Regions from separate parts of the Zea mays genome. Here region 2 is linked to region 1. A link is a contact called in public Hi-C data. All regions are on one chromosome and are shown on one strand. Each heading gives the region's core, a stretch centred on a gene start, on an enhancer-like site or on the middle of the called end of the contact. The rest is flanking DNA. Distances are from core to core; before and after follow the strand shown.

Evidence for each region. Hi-C and Micro-C count contacts between places; a contact is called where the count stands out from the background.
Region 2: a contact with region 1 is called in a Hi-C map of leaf, with 9 times the contacts expected there. The contact joins the promoter of LOC100280763 here to the promoter of LOC103651666 in region 1. A contact is called at or near these places in 4 of 25 Hi-C or Micro-C datasets (ear, leaf and tassel).

Annotation. Positions count from the first base shown.
Region 1 is chr3:235,778,021-235,782,314 of Zm-B73-REFERENCE-NAM-5.0, forward strand. LOC103651666 (probable protein S-acyltransferase 4) reads right to left here and starts at 2,051. Exons shown (of 7, transcript XM_035966546.1): 1 at 1,978-2,051; 2 at 735-1,779; 3 at 397-588; 4 at 1-224. The coding sequence starts at 1,304. It overlaps LOC100194010, which reads left to right and starts at 1,960. Exons shown (of 11, transcript NM_001309891.1): 1 at 1,960-2,568; 2 at 3,067-3,239; 3 at 3,897-4,008. The coding sequence starts at 2,313.
Region 2 is chr3:235,922,960-235,927,161 of Zm-B73-REFERENCE-NAM-5.0, forward strand. LOC100280763 reads left to right here and starts at 1,454. Exons shown (of 2, transcript NM_001153684.1): 1 at 1,454-1,595; 2 at 2,860-3,297. The coding sequence starts at 1,548. The coding sequence ends at 3,054. It overlaps TRNAV-CAC (transfer RNA valine (anticodon CAC)), which reads right to left and starts at 3,413; the gene lies at 3,340-3,413.

The DNA.
Region 1 (4,294 bases), core at 801-3,300:
GGACGGTACCTCAGGCAGGTCTCGCAGAACTTCACCTTCACCGTGAAGCCGTTGATGATGACGTCCTTGGTCCGGCGGAGCCTCATCCGCGGGGTTCTCCCGCCGCTCCAGTCCATAGACGGCGTGTTGCAGCCGAGGAACTCGTCGGCTTCAGGGGGCGCCCTCGAGTTCCTTGGCACGATTCCTGGGTCTCTGGTGGATGTCATGGATAGGAAGACAAGGTCCTGCGTTTGAAGCCACGGTTCAGTTTCTGGCTGCATTGGGAATCGGATGTTTTTGATTCATCAGTTTCATGTATCTAGGCTGGAGCCGTTGTGGAGTTCATGATGATTGCTGGGAGAGAGGACAGTGGAGTCGGCAAAGAAGATGACGGGCCTAAGAGATAGACGCACTGACCATGATCGTTGTGACGGTGACTACGAGCGCTGCTGCCTGGTGCATCTGCTGCTGCTGCCGCCCACCAGAGCCGTAGAACGTGGATTTTATCTGGTAGCAGAAGACGATGGTCGGGGCGACGATGAGGAATGTCGTGAGCAGGAGGGACGCGGCGTCGGGCCCGAACATGAGCCGCCCGCCGCACAGGAATATCTGCAGAGTTGGTTTGGTTTGGTTGCCCTGTCAGTGGACTCTGGGTCTGTTTCGGGCAACCTTTGTTTGAAGAGTTGCCGAACCATTTGAAACTGGTAACGAAGGAGAGAAGAAGACAGAAGAAGCTCGTGCTGGGGCTTACGCACGTTGTTTCCCTTCCAAGCCTGGTAGAGCCTTCTGCGCTCAGCCTCCTCCTGCTGCTGCTCATCCTCAGCAGGCTCTGATGGCTTCATGACGGCGCCCTCTAGTCCTGGCTTCTGCTGATGCTGCTCATCCTCAGCAGGCTTTGATGGCTTCATGACGGCGCCCTCTAGTCCTGGCTTCTGCTGATGCTGCTCATCCTCAGCAGGCTCTGATGGCTTCATGACGGCGCCCTCTGCTCCTGGCTGCTGCTGCTGCATGATGCTTGCTCTGATTCTGTCACGAGACACGCATCGGTGATGGCGAGGTTGGACATGTGTGACGCCTGCCTTGCTTTCAACGGATGATGGTCCAGAGCAGAGGCATTGTAGTTGCCGTAGGAGCAAGCAGTGCCCAGCGGTCAAGCTGTACTGCAGGCCATCAATAACTGGATCACCCCTTTTCCATTGAAGGAGTTCCCAAGGACAGGCAGCAGGCAGCAGGGAGTGGTGGTGGCAATGGGCACGCAAATGCAGAGAGAAGAAGCTGTACCTTTTGGTTGGGTTGGGTTGGGTTGGGTCGTGTTGACAAACCATCCCAATTGTTAGACAGATTGATCCTCCGGGTGGTGGATGCGATGCCGGTACGTTACATTCTTATTCTTATCCTGCCGCGATCCCCGCTGGAAATTGCGTCTCCCTGGAAAGCCTGTTAGCATATACCTCTGTCTCTGTCTCTGTCTGGTAGCATTTAACTTCGTCTGCTGGTTTTGCTGGACCTGCATACTGTTTTTTTTTCTTGAGACGAACCAATTGACCTGCTCGGCCCGGCCCGGCCCAGGTCGCGAACCCAATAATGCATGTGGTGAGGCTGAGGCAGGCCCAGCTGTCAGCTCTCAGCTGGCCGTGTCTGACTCTGACCTCCGGACGCCAGCCGCACAAGTGGAGTCATGTGCGCAGCCCGGGCAACGTGATCCCGTCCAGCCAATCGTATCGCTCCACCTCCAACCCCATTACCTCAAGTACCTCTCACTTTCCAAATTGTAAGTTACTCTGTTTTCTTTCTTCTTTTCTAGAAAAAAAAAGACTCGATGTCTTAATTTTATCTTAACTCAAACTATCATAAAGTTATAAATGAAAGAAATCTGTCTTGAATAACAGAAAAGCACAAGAAAGTAAATGTCATGTTCACTGGTGTTGCCGTCTTGCATTTTGCCACGTGTGGAAATTCACCTGTGCTGTGCAGAAGAACCTTTTGTCGTACTCGTACCTCTGCAATCCGCGGCATCCATGGATTGGTTTGCTTGACCCCGTCGCCGCGTCGGTCGTCGGCCACCATCGAAGCCACGCGGCTTCTTCCTTCTGCGTTTCTGCCCCTCCTCGCACCCGCACTGCCCGCCCGTTCGTCCGTCGTCGTCTTCGCCGCTCCCTCCCGGCCTCCCGGGCTGGACGAAACGAACCCTCGCTCGCCCTCCTTATAACCGAACGGCCGAACCCAGCCAACCCAGCCGTTTCTCTTCGTACGGCCTCTGCCAGCCAGTGTCCTGCTACTAGGGAAGCATACCAACTCCCCATTCTTCTCTTCGCCGCAGCCAGGAAGGAAGGATGTGCGGGATCTTCGCCTACCTCAACTACAACGTCTCGCGGGAGCGCCGCTACATCCTCGAGGTCCTCTTCAACGGCCTCCGCCGCCTCGAGTACCGCGGCTACGACTCCGCCGGGATCGCGCTCGATGCCGACCGCCAGGTCCCCTCCCCCGCTCCCGCTTCCTCTTCCGACGCGCGGCCGTACGCCGGGGCGCCGCCGCTCGTGTTCCGCCAGGAGGGCAAGATCGAGAACCTCGTGCGATCCGTCTACTCCGGTCAGCCCACTCCCGTTTCAAATCTCCTTGTTCCTGCCGCAAAACTTGGATATGCTTTTTGTTTTGTTTTGTTTTGTTTTGTTTCGGGGGCCGACTTGTCTCTATCGGACGGGTTTTGGGATCGCAATTTGTGGGGGATTATTCTGTTACCTGCTGACAGTGATTTTGGCTGATTCTATTCTACGGTTACCGCGTGACATTTCTCTCATATCATATAGCTTAACCACAGGCTCTGAAAATTCTGGATCTCTGTTCTCATCAATATCTCTAATTCTAGTTTGTAGCTCTTAGCAAATCCTGGACGTAGAATTGGGCCATGCATATCAAGTAGGCTTCTTCCATTTATGCCATTCGTCAGAAATCGTATACAAGTTTCCATGGCACTTTTGGTGGTACTCCGTCCTGTTCCTGTACTAGTAGTCCTGAAATGCTGAACTATACGAGTAGCTCAGAAGCTAAATCTTACTCCAGCTTCCGTGATTGTGTCCCTTTTCTCAGAGGTTGATGAGAAGGATGTGAACCTGGATGCTGCGTTCAGTGTGCATGCTGGGATCGCACATACCAGGTGGGCCACGCACGGTGTGCCTGCTCCAAGGAACAGCCACCCCCAATCGTCTGGTGCCGGTGATGAGTTCTTGGTTGTCCACAATGGCATTATCACCAACTATGAGGTCTGCTTACTCTGCTATTGTGATATTGTATAATATAAAATAGAGTTCTTGCATGTTCTTCGTTTCATATGGTGACATACTTGTTACTGTGTGTGACATTGCTTGATGGAATCCTTGCGGTATTGTATTGTTTGTTTTGTTCTATATAGTCTTTACAGTTGTGTGTGCACATGGACCATTGAAACCACACGCCTGTACCAACATACCAACACTTGCTTTGAGCTCCCTTCACATGGGATGTCCCCTTATCTTCCCTCCAATTTTTAAGCAGAGAATCTGCCCTTTAGAGGCTGGAACTTTGTTCCATTATCTAAAAACAATTTAATACTTACGAATGGTTACCGCAGTACATTATTTACTGTTTAACAAATGGAATATCAAGAACTGCCATTGCAGATCTGCAGTTTATCCAACGCCAGACTTGAATTTCCTTTTCTAATCATGTAATTTTTTTCGCAATACTCAATGTTAGATTTCAAAAATTGATCCTGTGTTTATGGACATTTATGACACTCAAGTCTGAACCATCATAGACTTCAATGTATGTTATCATGTGCATCCTCTTGATTCTGTTGTGAACTAACGTGGCACCATATTATACTTGGTAAATGACAAGTCTAACTTGATTTTTCTCTCATGTCTGTTGATTCTGTTCAGGTCTTGAAAGAGACACTAACTAGGCACGGCTTCACCTTTGAGTCTGATACAGACACAGAAGTCATCCCTAAGCTAGCAAAGTTCGTTTTTGATAAATCTCATGATGAACAAGGTAGTGTGTCTGTACCCCTTAAATTGCAATATTGCTGTTTGTAGACAAAAGCTGAAATTGTAATACCCTCTGATATTTATCTGGACCATTTAGTCTGTAGTTTCTTGTAAGTTTGAATACTCTTTGGGCATTGCATGATGTTTAAATTGTTAATTTTATCTCCTAGGAAGCAGATGAGGCAATAGTCGATACACATCTATGCTATCTATGCTAAATGCTTTCTATTAACATGTAGAGATGTGCAGACTACTACAAACTTGGCAGAATAGTCATTATCGCATTACAA
Region 2 (4,202 bases), core at 204-2,703, 140 kb after region 1:
TTGGGGAGCGTCTACGCGACTGCCCAATGTCTGTCGTTGTCTTCATCGCTGGTTCTTGGCGTCTTCATCTCGATCGGATGACAAGAGAAGTTGGACAAGGATCAGGATCCTCGAAGCGCATGGGGGTATGATCAATTCAGTTCATTACAGTTTTATATTCTGCATATTATATATGTCATATGTAGCTTTGTTCTATCGTATTATAATATGTTATATCTGTCTGTCTTAATTTTATAGTCATCATGTTTATATTGTTATCTGTTTATTTCCAGTTGTTCCGCAATAATCCATGAACCATGTTTATATACTTATTTTATTTATATGATTTACATGCTTCATATGCTTTGTGTTCTCATGATCCATATTGTTATGGATATTTTTGAGATCATGTTTTCTATGTTTGATTATCTATTATATGTCATCATCATAATTTTAATTTATGGAATTAAAATGGTACAGAAAATGCCTATATTTCTAACATGGACAATATTATCTTTCTCCGCACGTAATCCTAATGATACTCAGATTTTCTACACAGCTAGATTATCAGAAAAGCTGGTCAGAAAAAAGCTAAATCAAACAGACACTCTCCGCTGAAATTACGAAAAATAGATACAAATTGGGGTACGAGAAAAAAATCTTTAGAAGCTTCATAAAATTATTTTTATCTCTACTAAAATGCAAAAACTATTTAGAGAAGTATAAAAAATTCTTGAAACATTATAATCGATGTATAAACATGTTTTTTTAACTTTGTACATCCAAATATGGGTCACAACCATTACGAGTGCAAGTATGCAATGCAACATACATTAGCACTGAATGTCTTCATTCTATTCACTTGTGCTAGTTGTGTATTATGCTTTTTTGTCATGAAATAATCTTAAAATACATTTAAACATCAATTGGAATGTTATGTAAATTTTTTATTTTTAGACACGTTTTCCATTTCTCTATAAGTAATTTTTTTTTGTTGGAAGCATTTAGAGATAATTATTTTATAAGCTCTAAATATTTTATTTATATAATCATCTATCTCTAGTACTTTCTTATGATGTTTAGAAACTTAGGGGCATTTTCTGTAGTTTAAAAATCTTATCAAATACCTACTCAGGTTTTTAACTAAAACAATGGACAACCGTTTTCAAAACCACCTCAAACTAAGATAAAAAAGGTAATTTGAGCAATTTTAAGAGTTTAGAGAGTAAGGGATCTGGTTTTAAAGTTTAAGGAAAAAAAAAAAATCAAATTTCAAGGTCAACAGGAGTCTTTGCTCTTTCTATTGATTTCCTTCCATTCCCAGGCTGGGCTCACGCTTGACTGCTCGCTTTCGGGGAGAGAAAGAAGTGGAGGAATCCAAGTAGTGGGCTAGATTCTGCCCAGTCCAAATAAGCAGGCCCAACTAGCCAGCCTTATGTGTTTTTTTTCTTTCTTTCTTGCCAAGATTTCTTTCATTCAAAAAAGAAGTAAACGGAAAGTCTTGTCTCATCCACCTCCTCACGCCGGCAGGGCAGAGCAGAGCAGGTGCAGCGGATCGACATCGACCCATGGATTCTTCGGCCCTCAGCAATCCGCGTCTCATGGCGCTCATTGAGGTACCTGTTCCGCTCCGCTATGCCTAGTGGATGATTTCTTGCTACTCATCCCAATAAACCCATCGGCGGCGCATCCGCTAATCCCCACCCCCGCATGTTTTTCCTTTTTTCTTTCCTCCCGGATTCTTTGATTCCCTTGATTGATCTAGCCGAAGACGATGTTGCTCTCGCCCTGGGATAATAAATAGAACCAAGGGAATCTCGTATCAGCTGGGAGGGAGAATGCTCCTGAATCTTGGGTTTAGAGATGTGCCAGGAGTTTGTATTCAGATGCAACTGATGCTAAAACCCTAGGAGTATTCAATAGCTCTCTACTGATGAAGTATCCAGCATCGCTGCTTTAAATGTAAGTGATGCATCTTGATTCTTGATATGGAGGGGTTTCCATCATTCCAGAACTGGTTCAACTGTCAAAAGGGTCTTCAGTCCATTCTACAGTGAAAATTTTGGATGTTAGCCAACCTGTGCATACCTGATTTTGACCTGTTCCGTGTACAAGCAATAACTAGCCCTTACCCTATACTGATAAACTGCCTCACTGCTGTTGGAAGATTCTTGCTCATCCTGAAGGGCACTGCTCGGTCATTATATTTCCCCTCATTACGAAGTTTCTACATGAAAAAAAGGAGACTCCTTACTTGTTTTTTTTATAACACTTAACCAGTATTTAAAAGGTGACTCCTTACTTAATCAGTGCTGGGTCTGCCTGGGCGCCTAGGCGGCAAGGCACCACTGTTTCCCAAGGTGAGCTGGGTACGCCTGACCATCACCTAGGCGACACCTTTGAAACACTGTTGAACTATAAGTTGCTGTCACAGATCATAAATGGTACCAGAGAAATGATGCTAGTTGTTCAAGTTTAAGCAATTCTGACCCTCCAGTGCATCTATGTTATGCTATACAAGATAGGCAGGGAACCGCCTTGCTACACATCCTGTTCCTGTGAATCTAACTCAAGCTGACCCCTGTTCTGGGTCTGTCCGATGTTACATGTCGTTTCAGTAAATGGTATGGATGATTTGCGGTTTGTAGAGTAAAAATTCAGCCTGGGAATCACGCGGTTTTCTTTCCGTAGGATTAGTGAGACGTGTGTGAAGTTACTTGGTGTTTAATAGAATCAAATTCAGCATGTTCAGACTTAAGGAAATCCAATGCAAGCAGGGAGGATGGTAGGCATGACATGTTCAATGGAACTGACCGATGAACGTGAGTACCTGCAGCCATTTGATCTGACACTGGAGGAACCGGTGTCCGTGTGTTTCAGGAGGAGAAAAAAAGGGCCATGGCGAACGAGCTGGTGGCGAAGCTGACGTTTGTCTGCTGGGACAAGTGCGTGACGGGGAGCGTGGGGAGCAGCCTGAGCAGGAGCGAGACCTCGTGCCTGTCCAACTGCGCGAAACGCTTCGCCGAGGTGAAGATGATGGCCCTGCAGCGCTTCACCACTACCGGCCGCGGCTGAAGTCCCAACGGCCAACCACGCGCGCAAACGCAGGCATCTCTCTCTCTCTCTCTCTCTGCCCCTGCGTGGACGGAGCAATGTGTGTGTGTGGTGTGTCCTCTGGAGTGTGCCATTGTTGGTGAGATGGTAGAAAACTAGAAAGACATGTCAATGTATCCTATGCATTTTTTTTGTTTAAGACGGTGTTAGAATTAAGTTGATTCTGAGATGTTGATGCAAGAAGTGGCTGCGGCTCTTCCGTTCCTGCAGGGATTAAAGAAAAAGTCAAAAAAAATTTAAAAAAATTGTCTGAGCCCAGGTTCGAACTGGGGACCTTTAGTGTGTGAGACTAACGTGATAACCAACTACACCACCCAGACTGTGTGATATGAGATCATGAAAGTAATTACTTAGTAACACGATTTACATGCTGCAAATGCATAGAGCGTGAATCGGGATCATTTATGTTGGAACGAACTGCATGCAGATGATATGATAATGATATGACCTCGTCCTGATCCATTCTACTCTCTCTGAACATCCGTGAATAGCTGAACAGAACAGGGTCGAAGTCAAGGTTTCGAAAAGATCTGGTTACGGTTGAACTTAAAACTATTATTTTGTGTGGGCAGATATATTCAAAAAACATTCATGGAACGCTTTGCTAATATATATAAAGTAAGATTATTATTATTATTAACTAGGGTTTCTCGTAGAAGACGGACGAACTTTGGAGTGGTCGTGCCGTCGTGGTGGTGTGGCTATTATTGCTTCAGCGGCATGCTAAATCAAACGTTTAACTTTGCGTCCGAGTCGTGGAGCCTGGAGGAACTTTGCATTAATTAGCCCAGCTGACTGCGTACGCCAGCCAACGTATTTCTGATCGAGACCGTCGCATGCACGCATAGCGTACACTGTCACTGTGTGCAATATAATATAATACGCAGATTAACATTATGATAATATAATACGCAACAAGCTAGACCGTTCCCGTCCGACTGCCCATTTAGTTAAAACTTGCGTTACATGTCAGTCACGTTCATTCGTCTGATTGAGACGCTAGCTAGCTTGTGATCCGGAAAAAGGTCTCTGCATGCATTATTATTGGTAAGGTCGTCAGCGCCGTATATATATGCGTGATGCATGTGTTATAATAATATGACAAGTAA